2 separate regions of the Pan troglodytes genome follow, and region 1 is linked to region 2. The links are chromatin contacts, called in public HiChIP or PLAC-seq maps. All regions are on one chromosome and are shown on one strand. Each heading gives the region's core, a stretch centred on a gene start, on an enhancer-like site or on the middle of the called end of the contact. The rest is flanking DNA. Distances are from core to core; before and after follow the strand shown. Region 1 holds the start of CTTNBP2NL (CTTNBP2 N-terminal like). Region 2 holds the start of RHOC (ras homolog family member C).

The links. HiChIP or PLAC-seq counts read pairs in DNA pulled down with a chosen protein or histone mark.
Region 1: a contact with region 2 is called in an H3K4me3 HiChIP or PLAC-seq map of stem cell-derived excitatory neurons, with 17 times the contacts expected there. The contact joins the promoter of CTTNBP2NL here to the promoter of RHOC in region 2. A contact is called at or near these places in 3 of 7 Hi-C or Micro-C datasets (induced pluripotent stem cells and stem cell-derived neural progenitor cells), 1 of 1 datasets of contacts at active chromatin or transcription factors (stem cell-derived excitatory neurons) and 1 of 1 other capture datasets (stem cell-derived neural stem cells).

Annotation. Positions count from the first base shown.
Region 1 is chr1:118,797,660-118,802,608 of NHGRI_mPanTro3-v2.0_pri, forward strand. It overlaps CTTNBP2NL (CTTNBP2 N-terminal like), which reads right to left and starts at 1,272. Exons shown (of 6, transcript XM_513635.6): 1 at 707-1,272.
Region 2 is chr1:118,481,735-118,487,140 of NHGRI_mPanTro3-v2.0_pri, forward strand. RHOC (ras homolog family member C) reads left to right here and starts at 3,229. Exons shown (of 5, transcript XM_003308320.4): 1 at 3,229-3,559. PPM1J (protein phosphatase, Mg2+/Mn2+ dependent 1J) reads left to right here. Exons shown (of 10, transcript XM_009429244.4): 9 at 30-181; 10 at 331-643. The coding sequence ends at 478.

The sequences.
Region 1 (4,949 bases), core at 22-2,521, 310 kb after region 2:
AGAAAGTAGAAGGAAGGTACAAAGGGTGAAGGAGAGGAGGTCCTAGTTCTCCCTCTTTCACAGTCCAAAGAAGTCCCAAAACAGGAGAGCTCTCGACTCCTCACAAGAGGCCAGAGGATGCGAGGGGCTGCGGGAGGAAGACTGAGCATCAGAGAATGGGGGATGGGAAGAACTTAAGTGGGAGAAGCCGCTTCCTCCGTAAAGCTGGCTGTCTAGGTCGGTCTTTGATTTTTGCTTCGCCCCATCCCTCCTTTTTGGGAAACACCAATTTTATCTTACGGAGGAAAGCAGCTCCAGTCCCACCCTGGCGAGCAGGGACAGGTGTAGGGAGGGATGTCTGGCCTTCCGGGGGTACAAAATGGGGTTGGGGGCGGCAGCCTAGAGAATCGGTACCTGTGAGTCCTCTCCGCCAAGGCTGAGGTGCGGGGTGGGAGGCGCCTTTGAATGAGGGGTGTCAGAGGGAAGCCCCTTCTGAGGAGCTGGGAATCGACGAGGGACAAAAAGTAGCTGTGAGGACCCTCGAAGGATGAGGAGCCGCCTCCTCGGGGAATACCGGGAGGTGGAGGAGACGGCCCCGCCCCCTCAGGGGATGGGCCCAGAGGCCGTTGAGACGGCGGCGGGAGGCTACCGGTGCCCCTATCCTTGCTTTGCTCTTGAGAACCCGGCCTCCCAGCCATCACCAAGCCCCAGGGATAGTTGCTCCTACCTTTCCACGACGCTCCGGGCTCCGCTCCCCTCCGCCTCCACTCCCCATCCACAGCGGCTGAGGCTCCGCCCCCTCAGCCGCCCGGCGGGGGCATTGGCATTCACCAGCGCCAATCGCCTCCTTGCTTCTCCAGCCTCGGCCCCAATCCGCGCCGGCTGGAGGCGGGGCTTCTCCAAAGTCATTCAGGCTCCTCCCGGGGCCCCAAGATCCCTTTTGTTTGGGAAGAGCAAGGCCGGGATTGAGCTCGCGTCACTTCCGGGAGGAAGCGCCCTCCTGGGTCCTGGGCTTCAGGATGGGCTCGCGCCCCTCCCGGCTCGGGGTCTGCAACTTTCCACCTCTGCGTGGTTTCTGGGCAGGACCGTGACTAGTGCTTCGTGCTTTTACCTGACTGTACGGGGAGTTTAGGAATGGAGGGCTCTGGTGGCCTAATCGATTGGGATTTTATCCAGAATGTTAATAAATGAAGTGGGCTTTGGTGTCTGCATTAGAATGAATTCGTTGTTGAAAAACCTGGCTTCCTTGCTCCCTTTTTTTTCTTTTTTCTGGAAGCGCCTGTGGGCGTGGTGCTGGAAGCAAGGGTGCAAAGATGAAACACCTGGAGATCATCCTTCTCTCAACCACATTTTGTACAGAAGAGGATACTAACTTTGGGGGACATAAACCCAGCCGACCTGCCTTCCAGGCGGAAGTCAAATAATTGCAAATTTGTGTGGCAGGTTTTTCCACCCTATGCTTGCCAGCTGAGGCGACTGTTTTCTGTCCTTGGCCTCATTATATTGTGGGGAATGGTGTTTGCAGTGAAGTTGAAACAATGGAGAGTACAGAGGATGCAAGGAATGTCTGCCTTGTGAACACAGGAATGCAGATCTTGGTGGCAGCAAGTCTTAGGCAGGACCAAATAACTCAGAGAGGGGAGTGGATGTATAACTAGTTGTATCCCTACCTAAGGTCAAAGTTTCTGAATTCCTTTTCCACAGAATGGCTGTCAGCTCACAGATTGATTCAGCTGGTTACATTTACAATAACCACATTATTTTAAATACAATATAATAAATATTTGAGACGAATATTCATAATGCATAAATAATGTAGTACACTTAATACATTATCCCTAAACTTAGCAATTATAATTCGCAAGACAGCATTAGGGACCTAGTGCTTGCCTAGGCAGACAGTCCCCAAGGCAGATGCAGCCTGCCTCATGCAGTTTACAGTCTGACTGAGGGATGTGATCAGTTTGTGCGATTATAGTCTGAAAGAAGTAAACAAGTATTTATCATGTTATCACTGTGCCATGTACTTTCATTTAATGGTATTTGATGTCATTTTCAGTGCTGTATGAGAAATCTATCCTACAGTGTAGGATAGACATCATTGTGTCCAATTTACAGATGAGAAGATAGAGATTCAGAGAAGTCAAATAAAGTCATAGAGCTAGTAAATGGTAAAGAATTTCCAGTAAGGATGTATGACTCCATACTTATGCCATATTCTGCTCACTTCACACTGGCTCTCACATGCTGGACTAAGAATGGGCGTGGATGATGGTAAAGCAAACATTAGAGCCAGAAGGACAGCTCTATGCCTCCCCTTGTTGATTTTAGGCTTGGGAGGGTCATCTCTGTATATGAAGGATAGCAAGACTATGAGTGAAGGTGCTCAATAGCAGTGTAAGTGAATCTGGAGTAATGATGCAGGGTATACTGAACTTCAGAAAGGCATTATGCCTTGTGTTCTGAAAACTGACAATCTGAAAGCTAAGATGAAGGGCCAGGCACAGAGTAGGTACTCAATAAATACTGACTTGAAACAAAATGTCTGAAATGATTACAAATACAGAGTGTTAGGTGCTGGAGCAGGCAAAGGAACTTGAAAAATCCCATTTCCTCCTCCTCCCTTTCGCTCTGCCTATGGGTATGCAATGAGGAAGTGCCTCATCGCCTGACAATGAAGCAGATGTGGGAGAACAAGCTATTTTCTGCTGGCTTCTGAGTCACTCTAAGAGTTGTTCTAGTGAATCAGCTCCTCCCTTGTTTTTCTTTTCTTTTCTTTTTTTTTTTAATCGAGATGGAGTCTTGCTCTGTCTCCCAGACTGGAGTGCAATGGCGCAATCTCTCACTACAACCTCCGCCTTCTGGGTTCAAGCGATTCTCCTGCCTCAGCTTCCCGAGTAGCTGGGATTATAGGCGCCTGTCACTGTGCCCAGCTAATTTTTATATTTTTAGTAGAGATGGGGTTTTGCCATGTTGGCCAGGCTGGTCTCAAACTCCTGACCTCAGGTGATCCACCCGCTGGCCTCCCAAAGTGGCTGGGATGACAGGCGTAAACCACCATGCCCGGCAGGTCCTCCTTTCTTTCCCTCATTCCCTTTGTAGCTGTTAACCCACCACCACCCATTCTTTTCCCTGGCTGACTGGGTGGGAGCAGTGCTCTGTGACCTACTTCCTTTAGAGCAATGGGCAACTCCCCTGATTTCCTGGCTTCCCTTCTGCGTATTCCTAAATGAGTGTAGAAGGACTCCGCAAAAATGAGAACATCCCTGCCTTGTAGGATTCAGAGTCTTGAAGGTGTTCAGATTGCTTTCCTTTTAATTTTTCACCCCTAGAAGTAGGGAACAGGCAGGGCTTGTGAACCTCGTGTATCTTTCAGATTGTAGCAGTGAGACAGTTATGGAGGTCTGTGATTCTTCAATACATAAACCTTGTAAATAAATTTAGAGTCTGGTGCATAGGTGTACGCAGAGGTAAAAAATGGTTCATAACAATATCTTAGATTTGTATAACAAAATATAACATTTTAATGTCTATCATTTTATCAACTGGACAGTAAAATATTTATTAAATGCCTATTGTGTCAGGCAACAACTTAAAGTGCTTAAAAATTATAGATTGTGTCAATTTTTTTCCAAATAAGTAAATTTCCATAAATGTTTATTGCTGGTTTGGGGAGGCAGCAATGGAGTAAAAGAGGTCTAGGCTAGAGGTTAAAAAATCTGGAGTCTAGTTCTCATTCTGTCATCAACTATAGTAGTTTCTATCTGGGCGGCTTAAAACAACAGAAATGTGTTCTGTCTCAGTTCTTGAGGCTAGAAGTACAAAATCAGGGTGTTGGACGAGTGCAGTGGCTCACTCCTGTAATCCTAGCACTTTGGGAGGCTGAGGTGGGTGGATCACCTGAGGTCAGGAGTTCTAGACCAGCCTGGCCAACATGGTGAAACCCCGTCTCTACTAACAATACAAAAATTAGCTGGGCATGGTGGCGGGTGCCTGTAATCCCAGCTACTCGGAAGACTGAGGCAGGAGAATCGCTTGAACCCAGGAGGTGGAGGTTGCAGTGAGCCGAGATCGTGCCACTGCACTCCACCCTGGGCAACAAAGAGCGAAACTCTGTCTCAAAAAAACAAACAAACAAACAAAATCAGGGTGTTGACAAGGTTGGCTCCTTCTGGGGGCTCTGAGAGATGCTCCATCCCATGCCTCTCTCCCCTGGCTTCTGGTGGTTCCCAGTGATCATTGGCGTGTAACTACATCATCCCAATACCTGCCTCCGTCTTCACATGGCCTTCTTCTCTCTATGTCTCAGCGTCTCTGTATGTCCTCTCCTCTTCTTATAAAGGCCCCACTCATGTTGTACTTAGAGCCTACTCTATTCCACCATGACCTCATCTGAACTCATGACATCTGCAAAGACCCTATTTCTAAATAAATTCACAGTCTGAGATGGGTGCACATGAATTTTGGGGGGACATCATTCGACCCGATACACAAACCTACTTGGCAAAGTAAACTGCTCACTTAACTCCATTTAAGTTCATTGATAAAAGGCATGAAAGTAGTGGAATAATTCCTAAAGATCATTTCAGCCTATGATTTAATATAATGATATATGCTAGATACATTAATCAAGCTATCAAATTATGTGCTAAGCATTATGCAATTTTTTATATGACATCTCATTTCACCCTTAAAAGAATTCCACGAGATAGATATTAACAGTCCCCTTTTGCAGGTGAGGAAATTGAGGCACAAAGAGGTCCAAAGTCATGGAATTCATAAGTGATGAACACAGAATATTTACTTAGATCTGATTCCAAAGTGCACCCTCAAAATTACTATGCTCTATCATCTCTCCATCATGCTAAGTGGGTTAGGAAGATGGGGAATGCAACAAATATTTTCAATTTTGATTTATAGAATATTTGGAGCTGAGTAGCAATTTCCTGGAATTATGTGTAAAGTTTGGA
Region 2 (5,406 bases), core at 1,979-4,478:
CAATCCTCTCTGCCCTTTTCTCACACCAGGTACGAGTGTATGACCTGACACAATATGAGCACTGCCCAGATGATGTGCTAGTCCTGGGAACAGATGGCCTGTGGGATGTCACTACTGACTGTGAGGTAGCTGCCACTGTGGACAGGGTGCTGTCGGCCTATGAGCCTAATGACCACAGCAGGTAGGGGCTGCATGGCATGGTGGTAAGGGGATGGCATTGGTGAAAGAAGGGTCAAAGGGAAGCAATGCTTGGGACCCCACATGTGGGCCTGTGTATCTGTCTTCCCACATACATGTTGGTACATGAATGTGCATGTGTGCTCCTGGCAGGTATACAGCTCTGGCCCAAGCTCTGGTCCTGGGGGCCCGGGGTACCCCCCGAGACCGTGGCTGGCGTCTCCCCAACAACAAGCTGGGTTCCGGGGATGACATCTCTGTCTTCGTCATCCCCCTGGGAGGGCCAGGCAGTTATTCCTGAGGGGCTGAACACCATCCCTCCCACTAGCCTCTCCATACTTACTCCTCTCACAGCCCAAATTCTGAAGTTGTCTCCCTGACCCTTCTTTAGTGGCAACTTAACTGAAGAAGGGATGTCCGCTATATCCAAAATTACAGCTATTGGCAAATAAATGAGATGGATAAAGGTGTGTGTCTTTATTTGCTTTGACTAGAAACTGAAAGATAAGAAGAAAGCTCTGTGGGGTGGTGGAAAGAGCACCAGAACAGTTCTAGAAATGTGGTGTCCCCCAGGTTCTTTATTCCACCCCCACTCTTCCCACTCCACGCATTTGCTGTGTCATCGTCCACTTCTGTGGCTTCACCCATCTGCCCAGACCCTTCCTGAGCTTTAGACCCACACATACCAGTCATCTCCCGAATGTCTCCTGGATAGCCTGCTGGTACTTCAATTCAAATACCTCAAACTAAATTCACGACTGCCCTCCATAGCATGTTCCTTCTCCTGATATATCCCCTCAATGGGCACCAGCTCTGCTGCTCCAGTTAGAAATCTTGGAGTTGGTCACCCTTGGCTTTCATTTCTTTCTCATCAAGGTAATTGATCACTAAGTATTGTTGACTATAGACCTTTAAAAGTATTTCTCTACTTATCTCCATCTCTCCCCGCCTTCAGTCACCACCACCTTTTACTATATTGGCCTCCTAAATTTAGTGGCTCCTTATTGCGCCTAGAACAAAATCAACACTCAACTCCTGTGCATGGCATATAAGGACCTTCACGATCCAGCCACTGCTTCCTTCTCCAGCCTCATTTTTTACCACCACCACCAACTTCCTGGGGTTTGCATAACTGTGGGCTTTTAGTAGCTCCAACTTATTCAAAATCTACTGCTGGACACGGTGGTTCACGCCTGTAATCCCAACACTTTGGGAGGCAGAGGTGAGAGGACTGCTAAGCCCAAGAGTTTAAGACCACCCTGGGCAATAGTGAGACCCCATCTCTACAAAAAAATAAAAAATTAGCTGAATGTAGTGGTGAGTGCCTGTGGGAAGAAGTTAAGCATCCAAGGAAATTAAGAGTATTGCTTATAGTAGAAAAGAATAAAGATCTGAAATCAGTGATCTGTTTCCACCTTAAGAGGCTAGAAAAAGAACAGCAAATTAAACCCAAAGTAAGTTAAGGGAAGCAAAAATAAAGATGAGCAAAATAATTAGAAAAGGCTCCTCACCAGCCTGGGCAATATAGCAAGACCTCATCTGTACAAAAAATACAAAAATTAGGTGTGATGGTACACGCCTGTAGTCTCAGCTGCTGGGGAAGCTGAAGTGGGAAAATCATTGGAGCCCGGAAAGTTGAGGCTGCAGTGAGCTGAGATATTGCCACTGCACACTTAGGCAACAGAGACCTTGTCTCAAAAAAAAATTAAAATTAAAAAAATCTACACATCACCTTATCTTGAGAACTTCACCTGTTGTTCAGGACTGGGTATCGCACAGCCCACACATGCCCACACTACAGCAATGACCTCCGGTATTGTAACTGTCTACATTAGGAGTCAGTAGGGAGTAGGAATTAAGAACAGGGGCTCTAGAGTTCAGCTGTTTGGGTTCTAGTGTCAGACCCAGCACTAGCTCTGTAACCTCTCTGAACCTCAATTTGCTTCTCAGTAAAATGGAGATAGCTACCTCATGGGATTCTTGTAGTTAATGTATGTGGACCCAGGTCCATGTAATATGGATTCAATAAATGTTAGCTATCTTGAAATTGCATTCCTCATTTAGACTCTAAGTTGTTTGAAGGCAGAAATGGATCTTCTGAACATAGCTCTCAGTTCACCCTCAAGAAATGTTTATTGAGTCAGTTAAGAGGCCTGGGGCCAAACTGCTGCGGACCTGTTTTCACATTTGTCAAATGTCTGGATTGCACTTCAGATATTTAAAGTCTGTATGACTCCTAACATTCATTCATTCATCAAATATTTGTTGACAACCTATTATGTGCCACTCACTCTGCTAGACAACGGGGGAAGGGACAGGCTGGAGGAGCCCGGGAGGTAGCAGGGCCAGACCACCAGTTTGGAGCCAGACAAGCCCGGCTGTGTGAATTCTTGCTGTCACAAGTCAAAAACATTTGTGTAAGCCACTTGATTTCTCTGAACCTCAGCTTCTCTATGGGCAAAAAGGGATGGGTGTATTTTCCCCAGAGATCTGTGATGAATATTGAAAGGGTTAAGCTGTGTAGTGTCCCAAGCACAAGCCAATGAAATGTTGGTGGACTTCCTCATTCTACTCCCACCTCCTCAGCTCCCTTACAGGGAAAGGAGATACGCGTGTAGGTGAATATCCTATGCGCCAAGTCAGACCTAGGAGTGGGAACAGAATTCACAGCTGGGATCCGGAAGCATTTCTAGGCGCACCCTTTGAGGAGTAGGTAGGAATTGGACTCCTGGAAATTCCAGGCCCAGGGAAGAAAGCGAATTGTGAGGAGGAACGGTGGTCTGGGTCTGAACGGCTCTGAGAGGTCTTCAAGTTTGGGGGATGACGTTGGGCTGTACGATCCTAGGAACAAGAGGGTGGACATCTCCCCCCAACCAACACACCCGCGCCGGGCCCTGGGACCTCCGGGGGGATACCCTTTCCCAGTCCCGCTTCCCGCGAGGTCCCAGGTGCAGCAGGAGCGGGTGGCCGCTTGGCCACAGGAGGGCAGCAGCGGCCCTTCCTGACCCCACCCCGAGCACCTCTTAACTTTCCCGACGCCGGTCCTCCCCTAGGGGATTGAAGGCTGGGCAGAGTCTGAGTCCACCCGGGTCGTGCTCGCCCCACTCGCCCGGCTCCTCCGCAGTCCAGGAATCTCCTCGTGGCTCTCCCCGACCTGGAGGGGTGGACGCCCCTGGCCCCCAGTCCCCGGCCTGCGGAGGGGGCCGGCGGCTGCGGCCCTGCGCGGGGCCGGGGCGGGCCGAGCCAAGGGCCGCCCCCGGCCGACCCTCCCCGTGCCGGGCCCGCCCTCCCCGCCGCGGCGCTGGAGGAGGGCGGGGCGGGGCCCTGGGGTCAGTCTGAGCCTCCGGCACCGGCCGCGCAGCTGGAGGCGGCGGAGCGGAAGGTACCCTGGGCCGGGGCTGCGGGCGGTGGGGCGTCTTGGGAACTCGTCCCCGGGAGAGCACTTTCGCTTCCTCGCTGGCCCGGAGATCGGGGCCCGTGCGAGGAGGGGCTTCAGCCTGGGCGTGGACCCCGTTCCCTCCAAGCGGAGTCGGCATCCGGGCTGGGCGGTGGTCGGACCGCGTCGGCCCCTCCGCGGGCTGCAGCGAGGGGGCCCGGACCTGCCGGCAGGGGCTCTGGCCTCCTGAGGTCCGAGTCGGAGCCCCTTCCCCTCTCCTCCCAGCTTCCCGGAACCTGCCCCGCCGGGCGAGGGGCGAGGGAACCTCAACTCAGACGCCCCAGCCCCCAGGGTGGGCGGCCGCAGGGGACCTAGAGTGGGATGGGGTGGGAATTCCTCCAGGCCAGGAGGGAGGTATGGCGGGAATAGGGGCGGGATGTGACCATTGGGACCTGCCACTGTTCGGCAGGGTCTGGACGCCGCCCTAGACGGTTCCTGGAGCCCGCTTGTGTTGAGGATAAGGGAGATGGGGAAGGATCCAACTCTGTGTGTGGTGTGTGTGTGTGTGTGTGTGTGTGTGTGTGTGTAGAGAGAGAGAGAGAAAATGAGAATGAGAATCCTCCTTCTTCATACTCGAACCAAGAAAGAGTATCCTGGGGTTTGGGACTGGGATCCCGAGGCCGAGTCCCGCCCTCACTCTGGTTTTAAAGTTGAGAATGCAGTATCTCTTGGTATCTCCAGAACGGATTCCTTCCCTAGGTGTAGGGTGGGTCGGCAAAGTCAACCGGCCGCTCTGGATCATCTGGGAATTCAAGAGAGCGATTGGAGAGAGGTCTGATGTATCCACACTGTGTTGTCTTGGGGAAGGCCCCAGAAGTTCCAGGCTCCATTTCAGGCCCTGTGTGGGGCTCAGTTGCCCCTCTTAAGGGGTCAGTGGGACAGTCCCTCTGGGGCTGCCTCTCACAGGGAGTTGTCCATGCCATCTTGGCCTTGGGCCTAGTGTCCTGGCCTGGGGTGCCTGCTGTTCCGGCCCAATCATAGCCTGGAGGGAAAGTCTTCTAATTGGGCTGGAGGCTCCAGGTCCCTTAACGCATGCCTCAACCCGGGGTTTCTGTCCTCTGCATCCTACCACTCTGGTGCCGTCTGAATTGCCCTGCTGGGGGGACAGCAGTGGCATACTCATGCCTAAGTGACTGGCTTTCACCCCAGTAGTGATTGCCCTCCATCAACACTGTCCACCCCAGGTTGGGGCTACCCCAGCCCATCTTTACAAAACAGGGCAAGGTGAACTAATGGAGTGGGTGGAGGAGTTGGAAGAAACCCCAGCGTCAGTCACCGGGATAGAATTCCCAAGGAACCCTCTTTTTAGAGGATGGTTTCCATTTCTGGAGGCGATCTGCCGACAGGGTGAATGCCTTCTTGCTTGTCTTCTGGGGAATCAGAGAGAGTCCGTTTTGTGGTGGGAAGAGTGTGGCTGTGTACTTTGAACTCCTGTAAATTCTCTGACTCATGTCCACAAAACCAACAGTTTTGTGAATGTGTCTGGAGGCAAGGGAAGGGCCACCCAGGATCTTTGTTGAAGGGAAGAGGCCTGGGGCTGGAGTATTCGCTTCCTAAAGGGCAGTGTGAGGTGGTGGTGGGGTGTGGGGAGTAGAGGCGTTCAGTCAGCCCAGTTTGACAGGATGTGGGACTGAGAGAAAAAGCTAGGTTTGAGGCTGAGATCAGGTTACCGTCGCTTTCTTAACTGCTCCCTGCCTGGTTGGTGCTGGGACTGGCCCTCATTTGTCTCTTCTTTTGGGGCTCCTCCCAGCCCAGACTCTAGCCCCCTCCCCCTTCCCAACAGCCTTGACTTC